Linked DNA regions of Mus musculus: regions 2 and 3 are each linked to region 1. A link is a contact called in public HiChIP or PLAC-seq data. All regions are on one chromosome and are shown on one strand. The core of a region is the stretch at or near the end of the contact, and the rest is flanking DNA. Distances in the headings are between cores, read along the strand shown. Region 1 overlaps Gm31813 (a long non-coding RNA gene). Region 2 overlaps Tbl1xr1 (transducin (beta)-like 1X-linked receptor 1). Region 3 overlaps Tbl1xr1 (transducin (beta)-like 1X-linked receptor 1).

Region 1 (2,616 bases), core at 80-2,579:
AGGTACCTGGGGTGATTATGGTTTCTCATCTTAAATCACAATGGTCTTGAAGTTCCCTTCCTAAAATGTGAAAACTACAAAAGAAATAAGAGGAACAGTTAGAGTGAGAGGAACATTGCTTCTGATAGGAAAATTACAAAACATTGGACAGACCGTGCTCTATGTCTAGAGAACAGGGGCTCTGAGACTCCTAATGGCATAAGCAAAATTGGAAATAGGACATGGGTCAATAATCCAGTATATAGAATGATTTTTAAAAAGAAAATTTAACTCAAAAGAAGCTTGGTTCTTAGGCTAAGACCTGAGAGAAGTTTCTTCTCTGTTGCTGTTAGTATTGCCTGTCTACTTGACTGGCTCTAGGATCACCTAGAAGGCAAACCTCTGGGCCTAATCTGAGAGGATTTCTAGATTAGATTGCCTGAGATGGAAAGACCCACCCCGTGAATTTGGATTCCCACAGGTAGAAGGACCTGACTGAATAAAAAGGAGGAAGCCAGCTAAACTCTGGCATCCACACTTCCTGACAGAGGCCTAAATGTGAAGGACTGCCTCATGCTCCCCCCAGGCCTTCCCTGCCTCAGTGCACTTGGAGCCCTTGGATCAGGAGCCAGAAAAAACTGCCCTTCGTTAAGCTGCTTTCGCTGAATATTTTGTCATAGCAACAAGAAAAGTCAGTGCTACCTCCTCTCAGTAGACATTGGGTGGAGTGATAGATTCATAGAATTTTTTTTTAAGTGCCTCAAAACTAATGCCACATGAGTAGATATTGGAGTGGTGTTCCCGAGGCAGCTTGAGAGAGAAGAGTGACACATTTTGGTACAGGGTGCACTGTCTAAAATAACTGAAGAACGATGATTTGGGGGAATCTTCAGACAGTATTCCTTAAAGCATTCTAAAATAATAATAATAATAAATAAATAAAGTGTTGGGTATCAGAGAAATAAGGAATTCAATAAAAATCCCACTAAAGGAGTTTATCCCTGAAGCTAATGCTGCTATCAATCCCCAGGGTTTCAGTTCTCTGTTCCATTTGAGGATGCAGATAGATGACACGTATGTGCCCATGTGATTGTATTTGGGCCAATCAATGTAAACATGTCTCCCTGGCCAACCCCCACAAGCACTTTTCTGGGCTTAGGATCCTGGGTATCCGTAGGTTGGGTCTTCAAGGGCTCTAAAGAGGAGTGCTCCTGTGATCTCATGACTAGGGACCCAAACAGTGAGCAAATCTTGACTCCCTTGAGGTCCAGAAGCTAGTTTGAACAGCTTGCACTGTGCTAAGTGACATCATTTGACTTTTCAAACTGTAAAGTGCATCACTAGAGCAAAAGTCACCAACGGCTCCAGAAGCACACCCCTCCTACACTGAAAAAGACTGCCACTGCCTCCAACAGGCTGTTAGTGTGGCAATCGTACTGCTTGGGTTATTGCCTTAACTCTGTCATCCTCAGCCTGGGCAGGCTTCCTTATCTCTCAGAGCCCCCACTTATAAAATGAGAACAAGCATAGCACCTAGCTCTAAAGTTCGAAGAAGCTTGTTTACAGAGTGCCCAGCGTAGGACTTACCATGTGTAGTGGCTATTCCTGGTTGTCAACTTGACTATATTTGGAATGAACTACAATCCAGAATTGGAAGGCTCACCAGTGACCCTGGAGGCTAGGAGATAGAAGTTTCTGATCTGGATCTTGGTATGGAGATCTTGAGGCATAGTGGCTATGGATTCCAGAAGATTAAGACAGAGAGTTCTCCGAGTTCAAGATCATCTGGGATTAAAGTTATGGTGGAACACACATTTAATCTGGGCTACACCTTTTGCTGGAGACCATATAAGGACATTGGAAGAAGGGAGTCTTGCTCTCGCTCCTTCGCCTGCTTGCTGTGTGGGACTGAGTAACTGCTAGATCCTTGGACTTCCATTTACAGCTGCGACTGACCATTATTGGGAATTGGACTGCAGACTGTAAGTCATCAATAAATTCCTTTACTATATAGAGACTATCCATAAGTTCTGTGACTCTAGAGAACCCTGACTAATACAGAAGTTGGTACCAGCATAGTGGGGTATTCCTGTGAAAACCTGACCATGTTTTGGGGAGGATTGTGGAAGGACTTTGGAACTTTGAGCTTGAAGATCCATTCGTTGTTAAGAGCTCAGCCAGATGTTGTGTAGGAGCTTGGAAGATAATGTTGAGAACAGTGCAGAAGATGGAGGTCTGGCTTGTGAAACTTCAGAGGGAAAATTTAAGACTCTTTTCAGGGCCATTGCTGTTTTGATTGTGAAGATTCTGTAGTTCTGGTTAGCTGGGGCTGAAAAATCAGCTGGGATTAACAAGATACCAGAACTATTAAAGCAAAACCTTTGCATTACTGGGACTATTGATGCTGGTTAGCTGGAGCTAAGAAATTAGCGGTGATTAAGAAGAGACCAGCATCATTGAGGTGACATCTTCTGGGAAGTGTTTTCTGAAACCACAAAGTGGCTGTGTTCCAGAGATAGCCAAGGTTGTACTCCTGCTGCAGCAGGACTTGGGGTGTAAGGGTCATCCAGGTGGTACTGGTTTTGAAGGCATGAAGGGGTCACGCAGAGCAGCTGAGGCTTGGCACTGTGAGAGGCC
Region 2 (2,616 bases), core at 85-2,584, 250 kb before region 1:
TCCAGTCAATTTGTTCACCCAAAGTGAACCAAAGAAGCAAATGACAGATATGGCCAACAAGTGTTTTTCTATGTTTTCAAAACCCCTGGCCATCAGAGAAAGGTGAACTGAAACTACTTTGAGCTTCTAATTACCCCAGACAGAATGGCTGTCAGGAAAAAAGTGCTAACATGCTGGAAGGAGTGCAAACTAGTACAACACTGCAGAATTCACTATGGAGGGTCCTAGAGTAAGTGACAGAAACAGAGGAGCTGTGCCCCAAGCACACAGATGAAATGAAGGACCCAGTCAATACACCACAGAAACATGTACACAGCTGTACTATTCAAGATGAGAATCAACACATGAATAACGAGAGCAGAAGAAACATGCATACACAATGGAATGTTATGTAACCTTAGAGGAAAAATAACCATAATATTTTACAGGAAAATCGGTAGAACTGGGAAGTATTATTAAGCAAAATATGCCAGACTCAAATGACAAATACGTTTCCTCTCATGAATATACTGCATTAGTTAGCGTTTATTAATGTAGGTTGGAGTGCATGTCATGAAGCTAGAGACGGGTTTATGAGAGGGCTTAGAGTGGTCTTAATGAGGAGAGAGGACAGCATGAGGCTGGAACAGCAGCTGGGGGAAGGGAAGGGAAGGGAGGGCAGAGTCACCGAGAGGCGCAGGAAACAGGCTTAATAAAAAAATCAAAGCAGCCGGGTTTGGTGGCGCCCGCCTTTAATCCCAGCACCTTTAATGAGGCAGAGGCAGGCAGACTTCAGAGTTCAAGACCAGTCTGGTCTACAAAGTGAGTTCCAGAACAGCCAAGGCTACGCAGAGAAACCCTGTCTCAACCCCCTCCCCCCCCCAAAAAAAAATCAAAGCACAAAGTGCCATAATGGTGTTCTTTAGTTTAAATGCTAGTTTTTTAAAGTAAAATTCAAGAGAATTTTCAAAACTACTTACTGAAGAAGTCAGCCTACTTACTGAAGTACATAAGGATACTCAGCTTCATTTCACATAATAATGTAAGCTTGAACCCTCCCTGAACTGGACTCCTGCTGAGTATGAGCCAGAAGCATGGTGCTTTGTGCAGTAAAGATGCAAGAGAGCTAAGAAGAAAAGTCATTGTTGGCCATGAAGGCAAAGATGGCCAAAAGCTCCTCACTATGGCCCTTCCTGAGCCATCAGATATAGAATTTAATGAAAGATACTCAAATATAAATGGTTTAGAGCAAGTAACGCATCAAATAAAATATAGTGGGAATCTAGTACAGATCAGGAAATGGCAGCCTGTAATGTATTAGTATGCACTACACCAACGCAGACCTGGGGAACATAGGGCAGTTCATAGGGCACAAAAGCTATAAAGAAAAGTGAAAGCAAAAGCAACAAACTGGCTTCTATTTGGGGGTAGCTCCTTGCCATCCCTGAAAAGGCAGCCAACCAAGTGTGAAGTCACTAAAGAGATCTTGTCCTTTAACCTCAAGAAAGGTTAAGTTCACCGTAAGCTTCATTTCAAATATACTATGCTGCTCAAGTAAAAAAAGACATCTATTTCTAAATTGACTTTGCACATAAAATGCAACTTTCAGTCAGTGTTGATTCAGCTATAAAATGCCCCAAAGTGTTCTTAGATTCTTAAAACTAAGCATCACATTGATATCACATAAAGAAAAACAAAAATATAAGTAAATCGGTAAATGCTTCTTTAGTAAGTGCAGCTTAAATTAATGGGACGTACCTGTGTGTTCCAGATGTGCACACACTTGTCAAAAGAACCACTTGCCAGATACCTGCCATCAGGACTAAAAGCCACACTGTACACGGGCTCTTGATGTTTTGTCAAAGTATGGATGCAAATCCCTCTGTCTACGTCCCATAACCTAACTGTAGAATCAAAGGATGCACTAAAAAATGGAAAAGGAAAATAATTTTATAAGCAATCAAATACTCTCTTGGCCTTGCCCCTAGCCTCCCACATTCTGCCCATCCTAAGAGGCTAGCAAACTAAACGGCTAAAATTCAAATAGTGTGGAAACTGGGAGGGAAACATGAAAAGGACGGAAGGCCCTGACCCCTGCCCACTCAGGTAACTCCCAACAATCCTGATTATTGGTCCTTGGTTCTGAATCTCTCTCTTTTTTTTTAAAAAAAAAAAAAAAAAGGTTGCTGATGGACTTTTATTATCCTATGCCCAAATGATCTGCTGTTAACTGAAATAGAGTCTCACTATAGAGCCCATGTTGATTTCAGGCACACTGACTTAAGTGTAGGATTTTAAGTGTGGGTCAATATGCAAAACCTAACTATTGGGTTTTATTCATATTGGATTTTATATCAATAGATACAAAAAAGCATTAAGTCCTGAAATTCTAATATTAAAAACCCATGTTTAAAGTTTCCCACTGAAATATATCCACCTCAAGATATGTTCCCTGTTTTCTGCCATTTTTTCCCAAAAGTTTTATGCATGAGAAACTCAACAGGAAAAGTGAAACAGACACATCACCTTGCTAGCATAAGGTTGGCATTTGGATTATTTGTCCCTGGTCCTGTTGGACTCCACTTAATAGTATAAATTTCTTTATTATGTGCTTGCAAATCATGGACACAGTTATCT
Region 3 (2,616 bases), core at 31-2,530, 130 kb before region 1:
TCTGTCACCTGGCCTGAGGCAAGGACAGCAGCGGTTTCCAGACATCTCCTAAGAAGTTTCCAGCCAACAGATTACCATAAGGGTCACTGACCCTGGAAGTTACTAATGTGCTTTAAACCAGACCTGCAAGGTTCCGGTATTGGGAAACCCCAGCATGTTGGACTTCTACAAAATAAAACACTCTGTGTTTACATACTATTTGAGTCCAGGGTATCATTCTTTAGCGAATATGGAACCTTACACAACTTTAAAACAAACATTACCAAAATCAATGATCCAAATTAAGACACTAATAAAAATTTTAGTGGCTAACTTCTCATGAGAAAAATGTTTAATTTCAGGTAGAAAAACAAAAACCAGACTGTTTGAGACTGCTGAACAAGACTTGAGCAGAATCCAATCCCAGGGGTACCAATGCAGTAAAAGACAAAAAGCCTGGAGCCCTTAGAGTACTCCCAATACAAGGGAGGCAGAAGCTGAGGCAGGGGCATAAATGCAAGTGTGAGGGCAAACTAGTCTTCATATCGTTTTCCAGGCCAGCAGGACTATAGTGTGGGGCACTCTCCTAAAAAGGCAAAATGGGGTGAAAGGGGAGACACTGAAAAGCTGGTCGGCCAAACATCCCTGAAGAGTAAGCAAGAACTCAGTAGCCTCCTGAGCTGCTCCGGTTCATGAGCTCTACTGTTGCTGCTCAGGCAAAACAAGAACCAGGAGGACAGGGTGCAGAAGCCAGAGCAGCTGTCTTGTTACAGCCACTCAACTTCCCTGTTTTCCACACCCTGAGCCATTCTTTTGAGCTTGTCCTCAAATTTCCACGCTACTTAAACCCATGAGATATATGTGGTATTTTGCAAGGAATGGAAGTCAGTAAATTAAATGATTCCAAACTTTCCTTTATTCCTGAACTCAGCAGCTTTCATTCCACTATCCACACTGACACTTGAGCCCTCCTCAGGCAGCTTCAAACCACAGCCAGTACGTAACACCATGTACACAGGTGTCATGTCCTACGTGCATGTGGGCAGAGTGCCACTGTGCACAAGTGCAGGTCAGAGGACAGCTTCACCAAGTCCTTTCTCTCATTCCAACATGGCATTCTTATGGACTCAGACTATGAGTCTTGGAGGAAAGCGACCTTACCTCACTGGCCGACGTCATGTTTGCTTAAAGTTAATAGTAAACTACTTGGGGGGGGGGGGGAACACCGCACTTCTCAACTTGTAGAAATCATCTATGCCACTTTGTCAAAACAAAGGGAGCAACCTACCAGGGTACCCATCCAGAAGTCTGAGTCATTTGACAAACACAAAAAAGATAAAGGAGCCATGAAGCTCGCCAGCCTGTGCTGCACAAGAGCTGACCCAAAAAGCAAAGAGATTGAGAATTAACAAGTTCAAAAACACATCCACAAGCAAGCAGAGTGCAGCCTCAGGGGTCAAGTTACACACCCAAAGGGACAGGAGGCTACAAGAGGAAGAGCCCAAAGGAACAAATTCCTCCTGACTGCCACACAGAGCAACACCAGGGCAAAGTGCCAGAACACACTTCTCAGTGCAATTTCCTTCCTAATTAAAATTTACTGGTGAATTTTTAATTCTTTGAAAATATCAGTGAAGTACTGTGGCAATCACTTTAGTTCATTTGTAAACTAGAAACCCTGTTTCTCAAATGCAGATCTGGTTCTGAAGAAATAATCAAAACATTCCTTTCTGACGATTATTTGAAAACACCAGATCTTGACAGCTCAGTTAACTTCTACACATCCCTCTACTCCACACATCTCCAGTAGTTTTGGATTATCTAGGAAGTATGCATCAGTAGCTAAGGTCATGTCCAGCTCACAAGCGTGAGAGCCACTTCTATTTCTTTCTCCCAACTCTAACCCTCTCTTTCCTCTTCCATCTGTTTTGTTTCCACTCAGAACCATGAAATGAAAGAGCTCTGCCATCAGTCAACATTCAACACAGACCCAAAATGAAAGTGAAGTTCCTTCCATGACACAGCAAGTGACTTCAAAAGTCAGCAGGAGACAGAATGCATGACTTGTGCACTGCATAGCCTCAAAGCCTTACACGTGCACCGCAGTGAAAGGAAAGACCACCTGAGGTATATGGTGGACCAAGAGCTCACATAAGACCAGAACCAAAGAGAAATGGTTTAGTGAGGATCCAGATTACAAAGAACAGGGAGTCAAGAACCAACACAGAAGACCAGACAATGATTCAATCAGCTATAACTAGTAACCTCAGATCCAAGTCTTCTTTACCCTGGTTTTGGGAATATTCCTGGTTTTAACAGCATATCTGAGCTGTTCCAACCTCCCATCCCACACCCCAAAAAAAAAGATTCCATAGGTGGCCCTACCTTCAAAACAGGACACCCAAGCAGAACCTGATAATCTTATACTTTGAACACCATGAGTCAGAGGAGCAAGGAAGTGCTAGACCAACCTCTTTTCTGGGCCTATATGACCTTCAAAGAGACAAGGTTCTGGAAGGACCAGAAATACTCACTTCATTTAGAAAGCCTCACCAATTCAGTATGAGCAGAGTCTGCAGTTTGAACTTGATCAGGGGCTCCAAGGGAAACACTTGTAAGACAGGCGTCCTCAGGAAG

What was found. HiChIP or PLAC-seq counts read pairs in DNA pulled down with a chosen protein or histone mark.
Region 2: a contact with region 1 is called in a BATF HiChIP or PLAC-seq map of CD8 T cells, with 9 read pairs. The contact joins two enhancer-like sites. A contact is called at or near these places in 1 of 484 Hi-C or Micro-C datasets (group 2 innate lymphoid cells), 3 of 115 datasets of contacts at active chromatin or transcription factors (CD8 T cells, embryonic stem cells and pancreatic cancer cells) and 2 of 9 other capture datasets (adipose tissue and liver).
Region 3: a contact with region 1 is called in a BATF HiChIP or PLAC-seq map of CD8 T cells, with 15 read pairs. The contact joins two enhancer-like sites. A contact is called at or near these places in 1 of 484 Hi-C or Micro-C datasets (liver) and 8 of 115 datasets of contacts at active chromatin or transcription factors (CD8 T cells, embryonic stem cells, extraembryonic endoderm stem cells and 4 more).

What each region holds. Positions count from the first base shown.
Region 1 is chr3:21,957,539-21,960,154 of GRCm38.p6, reverse strand. The region is part of intron 1 of Gm31813 (a long non-coding RNA gene); the gene reads left to right. Among named protein-coding and RNA genes, the nearest start is that of Gm31813, 5.5 kb to the left of the region's middle. Within about 2 kb of position 1,329, at least 45 of the 459 cell types and tissues checked have an H3K27ac peak or open chromatin away from gene starts, as enhancers often do. A contact at or near this core is called in CD8 T cells, where this site is marked.
Region 2 is chr3:22,203,114-22,205,729 of GRCm38.p6, reverse strand. It overlaps Tbl1xr1 (transducin (beta)-like 1X-linked receptor 1), which reads right to left. Exons shown (of 16, transcript NM_030732.3): 13 at 2,506-2,616; 14 at 1,738-1,903. Among named protein-coding and RNA genes, the nearest start is that of Tbl1xr1, 130 kb to the right of the region's middle. Within about 2 kb of position 1,334, at least 3 of the 459 cell types and tissues checked have an H3K27ac peak or open chromatin away from gene starts, as enhancers often do. A contact at or near this core is called in CD8 T cells, where this site is marked.
Region 3 is chr3:22,089,420-22,092,035 of GRCm38.p6, reverse strand. The region is part of intron 1 of Tbl1xr1 (transducin (beta)-like 1X-linked receptor 1); the gene reads right to left. Among named protein-coding and RNA genes, the nearest start is that of Tbl1xr1, 14 kb to the right of the region's middle. Within about 2 kb of position 1,280, at least 133 of the 459 cell types and tissues checked have an H3K27ac peak or open chromatin away from gene starts, as enhancers often do. A contact at or near this core is called in CD8 T cells, where this site is marked.